3 separate regions of the Zea mays genome follow, and regions 1 and 2 are each linked to region 3. Evidence: chromatin contacts called from public Hi-C data. All regions are on one chromosome and are shown on one strand. The core of a region is the stretch at or near the end of the contact, and the rest is flanking DNA. Distances in the headings are between cores, read along the strand shown.

The links. A called contact is a pair of places that touch in the nucleus more often than the background predicts.
Region 1: a Hi-C map of leaf shows a contact between it and region 3, with 7 times the contacts expected there. The contact joins the enhancer-like site here to the promoter of LOC100274173 in region 3. A contact is called at or near these places in 2 of 25 Hi-C or Micro-C datasets (both in leaf).
Region 2: a Hi-C map of leaf shows a contact between it and region 3, with 7 times the contacts expected there. The contact joins the promoter of LOC100284562 here to the promoter of LOC100274173 in region 3. A contact is called at or near these places in 3 of 25 Hi-C or Micro-C datasets (ear, leaf and tassel).

The regions. Positions count from the first base shown.
Region 1 is chr5:47,127,042-47,131,696 of Zm-B73-REFERENCE-NAM-5.0, forward strand. No RefSeq gene overlaps it. Among protein-coding and RNA genes, the nearest start is that of LOC100284562, 50 kb to the left of the region's middle. Within about 2 kb of position 1,275, at least 17 of the 20 cell types and tissues checked have an H3K27ac peak or open chromatin away from gene starts, as enhancers often do. A contact at or near this core is called in leaf, where this site is marked.
Region 2 is chr5:47,077,679-47,081,821 of Zm-B73-REFERENCE-NAM-5.0, forward strand. It overlaps LOC100284562, which reads right to left and starts at 1,295. Exons shown (of 15, transcript NM_001157457.2): 1 at 989-1,295; 2 at 760-870; 3 at 568-671; 4 at 434-476; 5 at 245-343. The coding sequence starts at 1,210.
Region 3 is chr5:47,280,941-47,285,349 of Zm-B73-REFERENCE-NAM-5.0, forward strand. It overlaps LOC100274173, which reads left to right and starts at 1,684. Exons shown (of 20, transcript NM_001360556.1): 1 at 1,684-2,104; 2 at 2,501-2,566; 3 at 3,065-3,171. The coding sequence starts at 1,859.

The DNA.
Region 1 (4,655 bases), core at 25-2,524, 150 kb before region 3:
AAAAAGTAGAAATCAAAATCGAGAGAGAAGTTGCTGAAAGTCCATATACCAAAGTGGTAGGTCTTGGCAAGTTGAACAACTTTCATGAGTGGAGATGTCCAAGTTTTATAGAAAAAAATGTCAATTAGCTAACTTTGGGCTGTTGTAACTTTTGATTTATAGGCATTTTTGTGCTGGTCACTGTAGCACAGTTGTAGGGCTATCTTAGATGTACAAACTTGTTTAAGTTACTTAACCTTAAAGCCATATGGAATTAGGAGTAAAACTAGTCCAAAGTGGGGATGACAGGTTTGGATTTTCAGACTTAGTGTGGCAGATTGAAAACTGAATTTCAGTGCTTTTGGTTCAACTTTGGGACTTCTTTGTGCCTAATTCATGTGGTTTTGGACCGAGGTTGTTGTAGCAAGTTTGAAGACCATATAATAGTGAACACATTTTCTCAAGCAAGTTTTGTTTGGTGCTACACCAAATTTGGAGTAAACTGTTCTCAAACTCTCTCTGTCAGGCGAATGGTGTGTTAAACACAGTTTCAGTAACAGAAGAAGTTCAGATTTTAGTGAATGTCGATGTTATTGTTTGATCTTTGGAGCTCCTTAACTCTCTATTTGTTACGTTTTGATCAAAGATACCTGTGTAGAAGTAATAAAGCTATGATTAAGGAACGATTCTTGTTCATGGAGATCGATGCACTGCTACATGATTTTGGGAATAAAATCAACTTGAATTCTCGGGTGCAGGTACTGAATACTGCTCAGCATGTCGTTCAAGTCTGTATTCCAATTCTTCCATCTTTCTTGACCCATCTGTATTTCTCTAATATGAGCTTTTCTGTTGATGGTCCTTTAAGTAACTTTGAAGACCATCACTCGCTGAAAAAATTTCCTTCTTGGAGATCGATGCGATACTGCACTGAATCAGAATAAAATCAATGGTGAATTTGCTGTCAGTTTGCTACATTGGTCGGTGGGAAGTTGTCTATCTGTTTCTTCTATCGGCGAATACCACCTATCCGCTATCCTTGTTCACCGCTTCACGGTACAATGCCACGCAACTGCTTGCCGCCTTTGCATCACCACGCCATTTACCGTTCCTTTCTCATCGTCCAGAGGCTGTTCAACGCTTGGAAGCCTCCCTCTCTCATGCACGCAGCCTTTGCTCCCAACTTGTGAACGTCGCTGCCTCCTTATTCCTGTGACGCACGGTGTTTAGAGGCTCCCAGCGCTCGATCGCTCGTCGCGTCCTTGCTACAGCACCGACCGGTCGTCTCTAGGGCCCTCGCCCTCCTACTTCCTTGCGTCGAGCCGCCATCCTTTCCACTGCGCCCAGCCACTCTCCATCACTAACCCTGGCCGTGGCTCACCCAGGTCTGGCGTCTCCCTGTTCTCGCCTCGTCCTTGTGCTCGTGGTCGACCTGCACCGTCACCCAGTTCACCGGTGTCATCGGCGCACGCCTCCCTCACCAACGATAGCAACTTCGCCAGTGTCGTCTTCTCCAACCTTCGCATGTTCCTGCAGCTAGACGTCGCATCGTTCCTGCTCCCTGCCGCAGTTTTCCCTGGCATGCTCGGACTCATTCGGGCGCCGACCTGGACTCATCCGGGCGCCGACCTCCTCCACGCTACGCTCAGGACATCGTCGGCGCCGTCTGGCCATGCTTGTCGCGCTGCACGTCTTCATGTTCCTCTGCGTCGATCTCGCTTCGCCGAAGCAACAGCAACACCAGCGTCGTCTCCCAGCTTGGGTTCGTGAATTTCCTCGTCGAACCGGCATCGTGTCGTCACCTGGTAGTGTAGAGCTCTTTATTCGTATTTTGGCGATTTATATTCATGTGTATATATTGTAGGTGTATTCCCTTTGGGGTTGGTGTATTATGTTACACTCGATTAATTCCGTTCGGTTAACCACGCCTGATGTTCGAAAAAAAATCGCCTGAACTAGAAATCATTGTCGTGTTCATGATTTTCGAGTTATTTTAATTTAGTATTAGTGAGTCGATTCACTAATCAGTTAAGCTAGTTGTTGGGTTAAGCTAGTTGTTGGGTGGATGTTCTGGATTGATATATTGGTCGCAATGATAATTATTGGGTGCTATTCTTAGTTAAATTAGGTTATTAGTGTTTAAGCAATTTCTAATACTAATTATATATCTTTCAAATCTTAAAAATCTTGTGAGTACTATTAAGTCTTGAAGTTATTCACAGTAAAGCTTAATTCAATTTTGGGCATGTCTAAATAGGTAATTAGTAAGTCTAGTTAAATATCTTTATTTAATAAAATAAATACTTAGATAATTAAGAAGTGCCCTTAAAATGCTTATATGATTTTTCACAATAAAAATGGAGCAATAAAAAAATTGAAGAAAATCTGAGTAAGCTTATCTTGGCCATATTAAATATTGGGTTAGGTTTGAAGCTGTTTGTATATGGTCTGCTCAACAAACTAATTGTTGCTCAAAATAGAAAAAAGAGTTTCACCTTTAGATAATTAGGGCATCTAGTGTCTTAGTGATGAGATAAAGTTACTTATTAAGTTTTAGGTGTTTGGATGAAGTCTTAAAAGGATTAGCTCCCTAGTGACTTGTAGCTTGTGATGACAGCTCGTAGGTGTATTCTAGATGTGTTCTTTGTTACCCTCTATGCAAGTTGCATTTTCATGGCATTGCACAAGTATTCATAAGCATGTTATCTCATGTAGAGCTCTCTGAAGAAGTGGACATCGAAGAGAAATTTGCTCCAGTACCTGAATACCCATTGGTGGGGTTCCATCTAACTAGTTATCTAGCAGAAGGCTTTTGGATCTCCTCTGCAACAAAGGATTTTGGATCTTCTCTGCAACAAAGACAAGCCCCGGTGCATTTGCCACCTTCCTTGTATTTGTTGGGGCAAAGGCGAAGACGCTATCCTTCGTGCGAAGCCTTCGTCGCCTCGCTACACCAACGAAGGTGAGATGGTCGGCGCAGTTGCCCTTCGTCTTCTCCATCGCAAGACGAAGGCCAGACTCCGACGTAGTCTGCTAGTCCCGCGCCCTCATCTCGTCCGGAGGCCCACGCGGAATTCGGCCCACTGTAACGGGCCCCGCGTGGACAAGCATGTTATGGGCCTCATCTGTAATAACTTTTCTGTAATGACGGTCTGTAACCTCCCTTTATGGGAATATTCTGGGGATAGTTCGGGTAGCCGTGGGTATAAACGTCCTTGCCTTAGGGCGTTGGACACTCGGGTACCTATAAATACCCCCGTATAGTGCCCTTGAGAGGCCAGATTAACAGAGCAATTGCCATCCCACACTAAACTTTGCTTACACTCTTTCCACTTTCCCGTTGGATCTACTTGCCTAGGAGAGCAAGTTCCAACATTTGGCGCCCACCGTTCGTGCTACGAACAAACCACCCGCGATGGCACCCAAGAGAGCTAGTTCGAAGGCAGCCCCATCCGTCGACAAAGCAGCGAAGGCAGTGCTGCTGGCCGAGAAAAAAGGCAAGGCCCTTGTAGACAACACCCCCCAAGAAGCCTGCGAAGACGAAGCTCTCAACAAGAGATAGCGCCACGAACAACCCACTCCCGAAGGCACCCTACGCACCTGCAGCTCCGGAGGACAACCACAAGCACCACCCCCAGGCTTCGCTCCACCAGAGGGCGAAGACGCAACAGAGGACGACAAAGTCATCGGCGTCTCAGCCGAGGAACAGCTATAGCTACGGGCCCTGCGCATCAAGAACCGCAACCTCCAAAAATAGAAAGACATCCTCGAGGCCAAGCGCCAACGTGTCACCGCGCAAGCCAAGGTGTGCCAGATGATAAGAGACGAGGAGCAGAGAGCCCGGGAACTCGAGCAAGAGATTGCGCTCATGCAGAGCGAAGGCCAGCACGATCTGCAGCACGGCCCGCCCCTCCAACAGCGCGTGCCAGCCGGAGACTTATTCATACTCCAGCGCGGGCCCTTCATCCCACATGTTGCAGGCTTTCAAGGCATCAACTACCTTGATGAGCGAAGCCCTCTAGCTTCGCAACTCCAAGTGTCACCGTGGCCCACCAACTTCAGGGCACGGACCTACCCCAAGTACAACGACAACACCGACCCAGCACAATACATCATGAGCTACTAAGTCACCGTCGCATCATCCGGAGGGGATGACGCCACAATGGCCAAGTCTTTCATCATCGCCCTCGAGGGTCGAGCCTTGACCTAGTACACCAGGTTGCCCCCACTGTCCATCGACTACTGGAAAGGACTCCGAGACAAGTTTCTGCTCAACTTCCAAGGATATCGACCCGACACTGATGCTTTGGCCGAGCTATCACTCTGCAAACAGCAAGAGAAGGAAACCCTATGGTAGTACTACCGCAAGTTCCTGACTCTCAAGTCACAACTGCCTTCGGTCGACGACCACATCGCCATACACTACGCCATCAGTGGCCTTCGGGCTGGCATCCTATACAGTCACTGCATCAGGGCCCACCCAAAAAATTCCAAGAGCTCTATCAGCTGTTCGAGAAATACGCCAGATCCGAAGAGCTCCATCAACGCAAGATCGAGTCTTAGAGAAAGCCCAAGGACCCTCCGCAGTCCAGCCGAACCTGAACAAGGCCTTCGCAGTCAGACTCCGGGCGGGACAGCCGCAGTCAGCAGCAGGTGAACAACATAGCCAACCAGCT
Region 2 (4,143 bases), core at 45-2,544, 200 kb before region 3:
TAAGCCATACATATACACAGCGGATCTTGATAACAAACAACATGCTCCCATAAATAAAACAGAAACCAATGATTACTGAAAGGTTCAGAAAATATAAAGAAATGTTATATTGGTGTATGCATCTTCTAAGCCTCAAATTTATCAGAAGCAACCTACAGAATATTTTCTATTGTATTTGTGAAAAGAAGGGCAGAGGACAGCAGCATGCGTGCTAGATAACAGGAATGCATGTGGAGGTACTCACCCCATTATCACATAATGGTTTCAGTGGAGCTTGATATATCCTAGCAAGTCCAAAATCGGCTATCTTTATAATTCCATGTTCATCTCCTTCTCCCATGACCTTAGTGGCACATATGAAATAAGTATCAGCAAGAGGACAAGTTTGCAGAAATTGTGCAATTATATTTCTATATAATTGGTGGCACCAAACCAGTATGTTGGAAGGCTTTAGATCTCGATGTATAATCCAGTTACTGCAGGGAGGAAAGAGGGAATAGTTGAGATAAGCCATCGAATTTTCAATAGGGCTTTCACCCTTCATCGAAAGCAGCACATTCCAGTTACCTGTGAAGATAGTTGAGGCCGTTGAGCAGTTGCCACAGCAAGGATTTGACAGTGTATGGGTTAATGGAGGAACTCAGCTTCTCCCTGTGATGCCTGATAATCTCCTGCGGTTGGTTTGATTGGTTTGGTTAATAAATTAGGTATAGAACTCAAAAAGATGAAGAGAAACGAATTGAAAACATCATCACATACATAGAGGTCGTGCTCTGCGTAATCGAATGCGAGGTATAGGGACATGTCAGCGTGGTTGATGTGCACATTGACGAGCTTGACGACATTCTCGTGGTTGATCTCGCGCAGGAGCTGGCAAGCAACCAGGTATGTTAAGCTAGGGTTTGGTGCTCCAGTCCCAGAGAAGGCCGAGGGCCGATAGGATGAAAAGTGTACAGGACGAAGCAGCAAAGCAAAGGGAAAAACAGACCATGATCTCTCTAATTGCGGTGGGTGATACTCCGTCCCCCTCCTTTGACTGCTTAAACTTCTTTATGGCGATAGGGGGGCCGCGTCGGCCAGGTGCCGGGTGGGGCGGCTTAAGGCGCGCGAGGAAGACGAGGCCATAGGTCCCCTCCCCAATCTTGCCAATCAGTTCGTACTGCTGCAGCCACGCCGGACGGTTGGCGCCGCCTGTGCGCCCATCCCCCATCCCCGTCGCCGCGCCGGCCAGCCGCCGCAGCTGAAAGTCCTCTTCTCCGTTGCCGTGGTGGCGTACGGCCCGCTTCTCTCGACTTGTTGGACCAAAGAATGCTGCTAAGTGCTAACATATCTGCTCGCGCTTAAGTGGACCAAGAGTCCAAGACTATATTTTTAGGCCCAAAGAGAATGACGGCCCAGTCCACATAAGACCAGGCCCACGCAACGCAAGGTCCTCTTTCCCGCCTGCAGTCATGCTGTCTCAAGGGAAAACTCATCAAAACTCTGAAAGGTATGTTGTGTGTTATCCATTTCCTCTCCTCGGCTCTGCTCCCTTCTCTCTGGTGGGGAACACCGCCGCCGGCCGCTACTGCAGAGCAGTTCGGCTCAGTCCCATTCGGTACATATATGGCGGCCGGAAGTTCCAGTGCCACCGCGTCCCTCTCCGTCGCGGCGGGAAGAGCAGCCGCTCTGCGTGTCAAGCGGCCATGCGCTCGCGCTTGGGCTCCCTCCCAGTGGGCGCAGCAAGGGGCACTCAGCCTCAAGCCTTGCGCCTCACTGACACCGCACGCACCGCTGTGACGAGCGGAGTCGGATGCCGCGGGCGGTGGTGCCGGCGCCGGCGCCGGCGACGTTATGGGCCTCCTCTTCCGGGAGCGCATAGTCTTCCTCGGCAACGAGATCGTGGACTTACTCGCGGACGCCGTCGCCAGCCAGCTCCTCCTCCTCGACCCGGACTCTAACAACAGCCTCTTCATCAATTCACCAGGTTCCCTCAAGTAAATGTCTTATATCTATCTACTATACTATGTATATGTTCGTACGTTTGTTGAGCACCAAAATGAGGTGCGGACGGTCCGGCCCTGAGGCCGGACGGTCCGCGGTCCGGACGGTCCGCGCCTGTGGGCTGGACGGTCCGCGCACGCGCAGAATAGATTAGGGTTCCGAGTTTTGTGCTATGTTTGTTAGCTATATCCGCGGAATTAGCTCGGAATCCGGTCGTGTAAAGGGTCCAGCCCCCCTCCTCTATAAAAAGAGAGGCCTACGGCCGATTTGTAAGGAACAATCGAATCAATACAACTTTTATTCGCATTTTATCCTATGAGTAGTTCTAGTCTAGTTTAGGTTTAGCCTCTCAATCCCCAAATTCTCCGCCTCTCTTCGACTCTACGCCGATTGGAGGAGTCTAGGTCGGCCGGCCCGAGCCTAGACAACCCCTAGGATCTCTCCTCCCCGACAGGGTCCCTCCCGGGAGCGAGATCCAGGCCGCCGCCGGCGATTTCCGCCGCCCCTGCGCACGCGCGGACCGTCTGGCCCTAGGGCGCGGACCGTCCGGCCGTCAGGCAGGGAACCCGAGCTCCTGCACCAGGTCGCGGACCGTCCGGCCCCAGGCCGCGGACCGTCCGCGCTTGACCAGAGAGCACCGCCGCCTCGCGCCAGGTCGCGGACCGTCCGGCCCCGCGCGCGGACCGTCCGCCCCTGTGCAGAGAGCACCGCCGCCGGTTCTTCTTGAGTATTTGGCGCTCCGAAAAGGCGTCAACATACTTTTTGGCGACTCCGCTGGGGAAGACATATATAAGCTCATCAAATCGGCCCTCAATGGCCGGTTCAAGGGATAGCTCTGATATTTCTCCAAGCAACATCATAGAGCCGACTTGGGAAACCTTGTCGGCTGACGAGCAGCTCCAGTTCGAAGAGCACAAGGAGCGGATGATCCAGGAGGCGAAAGCAAAGTTCTTGGCCAACTTCAAAGTGGACAGGAACAACAAGGTCGTCCGACATCGGGCAACGGATCCGGCTTCGCTCCAACCCACGCCAGATATCCCCAATGTAAGTAATACCAACGATCTGCAATCTCTTAGAAATTATGTAGAAGATCAGCGTGAACAAGTGCAGAACATCGTAGGGGGTATGCAAAGCGATCTTAAGAGACTAGTACGTGCATTTGATAAATCTAGTACCGCAAATTTTCCTTCGCACAAGGTTAAGTTAGGAGATAACGCGTGTAACACATCGGCTACAGGTTGTCATGACCAGTCACAACCCCTTTATGGGATGCCGATGGACACGTACCCTAATCAACCGCAAATCGGCAGCAAACCAGCCGATCTGCACATGCCCGGACCGTCCGCACGTGAGCGCGGACCGTCCGGGCCAGCAACAGTCGGGCCTATTTTTAATGAGTTACCTAGATATGCGCCCGAGCCACCACACACGGCACAGAACCTAAACTACCCAGTCGGACCGTCCGCGTACAACAACGGACGGTCCGCACATAATCACGGACGGTCCGGGCCAATGTCCGGACAGTCCGCACATGACCTTTTTGAGGAGGATTGTTACCGGAATCCTCACCCGTCCCAGCAGCACTTCCCATCACACTATACAATGCATCAACCCATTAATTCAAGGTCCAGAGCCCAGGAAAGCTTTCCGGCCCCACCCAGGAGGCCGGAAAGAAACGATCAAACCTATGACCCATATAGGGCAAATGAAAATGCACCACGTAACTCAAACCAATGGGGGGAAAGACAACATGCTAATATCCAGCCAACCCCACCTATGTTTGACCAGAGAGCCGGTGGTCTCGCACCGGCTGCTATTGATATAGTAAGGGAAGAGATAGCCGGGGCGTTCCGAGATAAGCTCGGAGTAAGCATGGTCCCTGGGGGGCAATCATATCGGAAACCTTATGACAGCCGATTTGATCACCACTCATACCCACAGGGAACCAGGATACCCGAATTCGCAAAATTTTCGGGTGATCAAGGGAAAAACACACGCGAACATATAGGCCAGTTCTTAGCACAATTGGGAGAATTGGCCGACACAGAGGCATTTCGCGTACGTTTATTTTCATTATCGCTAACAGGAACCGCGTTTGCATGGTATGCCACTTTACTTCCTAATTCCATTTCATCATGGGGGGATCTAGAACAAAAAATT
Region 3 (4,409 bases), core at 434-2,933:
ACTGTTGGGGGCCTTCGTCCTTCGAAGGTCCTCAAAAACATAATTTAACAATGTCTTCCAAGTATGGTTTATGGACAGGTATCTTCGGATTCATGATGAAAGCAGACATGATATGGAGCTTGATTGTGACGAAGGTTGACGCAGCGCTGAAGCTACACGGAAGGGGGCTTCGGCATGGCAGCTGGAAAGAGAACCGACTTAAAAGGGAAAAGACTACTTAAACCTCAATGAATTACTTTAGAATCATTAGCAAATGTAAGTGGTACGAATGTAATTTCATAAGGGCTGCGTCCCGTGCCTATAAATAAATGAACAGTACTCCCGTACTGTTCAGGCGGACTGGTCATTTGCTTTTTGCGTCACGCTTGTACCTTTACTTTCTGTCAAGCCGAAGGTACTAAATATAATTCAATATTGTTCTTATATTGATTTACGATTATATACTGAGAAATATATATATATATATATATATATATATATATATATATATATATATATATATATATGATGATGTTATTGTTCATATTGTTTCTTATGCTTTACATGTTTCATTCGTTGTTAATAATCATATATATATATATATGTATATGTCGAGATGATGAAGGTATGTCTTTCGTAACCTTCGTCCGAAGATCATTATATTCTTGGAAAAATAATGCTTCGAAGGACGAAGGACATTAATATTGAACATTTTTATATTGTCTTGTTCTTAACTCATAGCATTTGAGAAAATCCCTAATAATGATGGACTACATTATTTCTAAAACTAAACACTCCATTAGTGTTCAACGACGGGCAATATTTGGTGGGCTAATTTTTTCTTACTGCCAAACTAAGCCTAAATGTGTGGGATTCACAAGGTATATGACCTTACTATTATCACACCGATATTTAGAAATCCGGCTTTACGAAACTAGATAGCTTAGCCCATATAAGTAAATTCATATAATAATAATAATAATAATAATAACCTCTATATTTCCTTAGTCCTTAGCTCGTATAAGGGGGTGTTTGAATGCACTAAAACTAATAGTTAGTCACTAAAATTAGTTGAGACATCCAAACACCCCTAGCTAATAGTTCAACTATTAGCTATTTTTAGTAAATTAGTTAATAGTTAGGTAGTTATTTGTTAGCTAGCTAATTCCACTAATAATTTTTAGCCAACTAACTATTAGTTTTAGGGCATGTTTGGTTTGTGCCTAAATATGCCACACTTTGCCTAAGGTTAGTCGTTTGAATTGAATAACTAACCTTAGGTAGAAAAGTTAGGCAAAATGTGACAATTGAGGTAACAAACCAAACATGCCCTTAGTGCATTCAAACACCTACTAAGTATGTATCTCTCTAAGGGGGTGTTTGAATGCACTACAACTAATAGTTAGTTGGCTAAAATTTGTTAGTGGAATTAGCTAGCTAATAAATAACTACCTAACTATTAACTAATTTACCAAAAATAGCTAATAGTTGAACTATTAGTGCATTCAAACACCCCCTAAGTTTAGCCTATCCCTTTTTTAAAGAAAAAATAGCCCATTAGACAGGGAATCGCAAGCGTGGAGGATATTCGGGCCTTGTGACTGACTAAAGAAGCCGGCCCAGCAGCAACGATGGTTTGCACTATGCATTGTTGGTTGCGTTGCGTCCATGGCCTCTCTTCTGCACCCATTCTTCGATTTCGATCTCACCGAGGCCGACGGAGCAGACGACTAGGAGTCCACTATTCCCGAGAAGAATCCAGGAGAGGAGAGGAGCTAAGCAGCAGCTGCTGTAGCTGCGTTTGGTGGATCGAATCGGTCGTCGTCTGGTGCTGTGTTTTTGCTACTGAGGAGAGGGAGGGATCTGAGGGAGGGGGGTGATGTCGTCGTCCTCTTCCTCGTCGGTGGTATACGAGGGGTGGATGATCCGTTACGGTCGGCGCAAGATCGGTAGGTCCTTCGTCCACACCCGCTACTTCGTGCTGGAGCCACGGATGCTGTCCTACTACAAGCGCAAGCCGCAGCACAAGGCCGACAAGGTCGGGGGAAAGCTCCCCATCAAGTCCCTTCACATCGATGGCAACTGCAGGGTCGAGGACAGGGGGCTCAAGATGCACCATGGACATGTACAACTGTTTTCCTCTCTCTCATCTCTTTTTGGTGTTCTTCTTCCTTTTTGTTATCATAATTCTGCGATGACTGGGAGTCTGGGACGATGATTTCGTTCGGGCATTACTTCTCCTGCTGCAGATGCTTTATGTCTTATGCGTCTATAACAAAAGGGAGAAGCACAACCGCATCACGGTAAATCAATGATGTATTCATTCGGAGCAACTTCACTTTGTTTAGTGCATTCAACAGTAGATTACTGGATTTCAAACTGCTTTGTATCGCTGCTAAGTTTTTTTCCCATCTCATCTCTTTTGCGCTAAATGTTATGATAAAGGTCATTGGATTTTCATCCTACGGCTTCAGTTAAATATCACTCATTTTGCTCAATTCCTATTTGTGGCATGTATCAGATGGCGGCATTCAACATACAGGAAGCTCTAATTTGGAAGGAGAAAATTGAGATGGTAATCGATCAGGTTCGACATGTGGAGACCCTAAGCTGTGCCAATTCTGTTAATCATATCGCAAAGTACCACTAGAACATGAAAGTGATTATGAATAGGGATGCAAATGGATGCCTCCTAAGGGTCTTGACCGACCCTCTTTAGTCACTACTACAAAATCTGGTCACATTTTTGAAAGCTAGTACTCATAATTGAAGTAAAAAGGGTCGTTGCAGACATGGACGGAGCCAGCGGTGCGTCTCGAGCCCCCCCCCCCCCCCCCCCCCCCCCCTACCGCTGTCGAGTTCATTGAGCCCCACTAGAGCCTCCCCTAAAATTTAAAGTGTACACGGTATAACATGGAAGGGGTTAATATACTGTAGCAATTTAGTTCAGTCCCTCCTAATTTTTTTTTCTGGCTCCGTCCCTGGTTGGAGACCCTTAGGGACAGCAATTCACACCCCTGATTATGAATCTAAGTAATAGCAATTTTTCGTATGGTTTACACTTGTTTCTTTTTGAATGGTGCAGCGACAAGGAGTAGCGTTGAGTGATGGGAACAAGGCCTTTAGCACATCGCAGCAAGAGGCTAGCTTAGAAAATGGAAGGAAATCTTCTTCATCTGACCACGAAAGTCAGTAAGTAGCTGACTTTCATGGCTCTGTTGCCAGTTATGCTTCTATTTTCACTTTTACGGTTCTACCATATTGCACTTTAATGTTGCTGTCAGGGCCTAAGGAGGCCCATGGAGGGGCTGCGGCAGCAGCAGCCATGGGCCCTCCGGGGGGGATTAGATAAGGATAGTTAGAGATAAGATTAGAAGATTAGTTGAGATTATTTAGGAGATTAGTTGAGATTATCTAGGAAGGTCATCAGTTAGTAGTTGTTGAGAGTTTTTAGGAGAGTTTTAAGGAGATAAGGATCTCTAACTACATAGGGGCAGCCAGCTGGCCTATTTATGTAATCAATGAGTGAGAAATAAAGTAGGCAATTATTAGAAGGGAGAAACCCTTCTTCTGCTCGGCCATGGGCAGAGGCCCCCGGCCGACGTTCCTGTCCATCGATACCCCTCTCTAATCCCTCGATCTAGCAACCATAACAGTTGCGTTTGTTTCTATGCTGAACCCTTCACCATCAGCAGCTAAAGCATTTTTTGATACCCTTCTCTGCTAACACATTACTTGTACCAGTTTGGCAATGCTTTGGTCACATCTCTCATCTTTCTTATTTGGGCTCTAAACAGCTAGTATTTCTGAAAACATCACATTGACAGGATGATTGTTCTTGTTTAGATGATATTCTTCTGAGATGCTACTTTGTGATATAAACATTAAACCTTTTATGGTCTTAAATAAGTAACACTGAGTAAGTGTGTGCCTCAACTCATCTAGAAAATTGGTCGCTTGGGAGATTTGGAAGCACCGTAATGCTTGTGTGTTTGAGGGGGTTGTGCCCTGCACCCAGCGAGTTCAGAGTGCTGTGATTGAGGAGGTCAGCGTTTGGTGCTTGGCTGGTGCATCAGCTCTGCAGGACCTCCTCCTGCGCCAGCTCCCTAGGGGACCCTAGCAGTTTGCCTGCTGGTGGTCGTTTTGGTCGGGTTGTTGCTCTGTGTGCGTGGCGCGTTGTGTTAATGTCAGGGCCTCAGGGGGGTCTCGGCCTAGGGGCTTTTGTATTACGGGTTGACAAGTCTTGTCTCTCCTATGTTTTTTTTCTTCTTAATATAATGACACGTGACGCAGCTCTCCTGCGTTTGTTCAAAAAAAAAGAAGGAAAATTGTCTCTAGTCTGTTGAATGCATTTTAACTCAAGTTTGTGTATACTCGACAAACCTCAAACTCTACTAGTGTTTGAGTGTAATTTTATTTTTGTCTGTTGC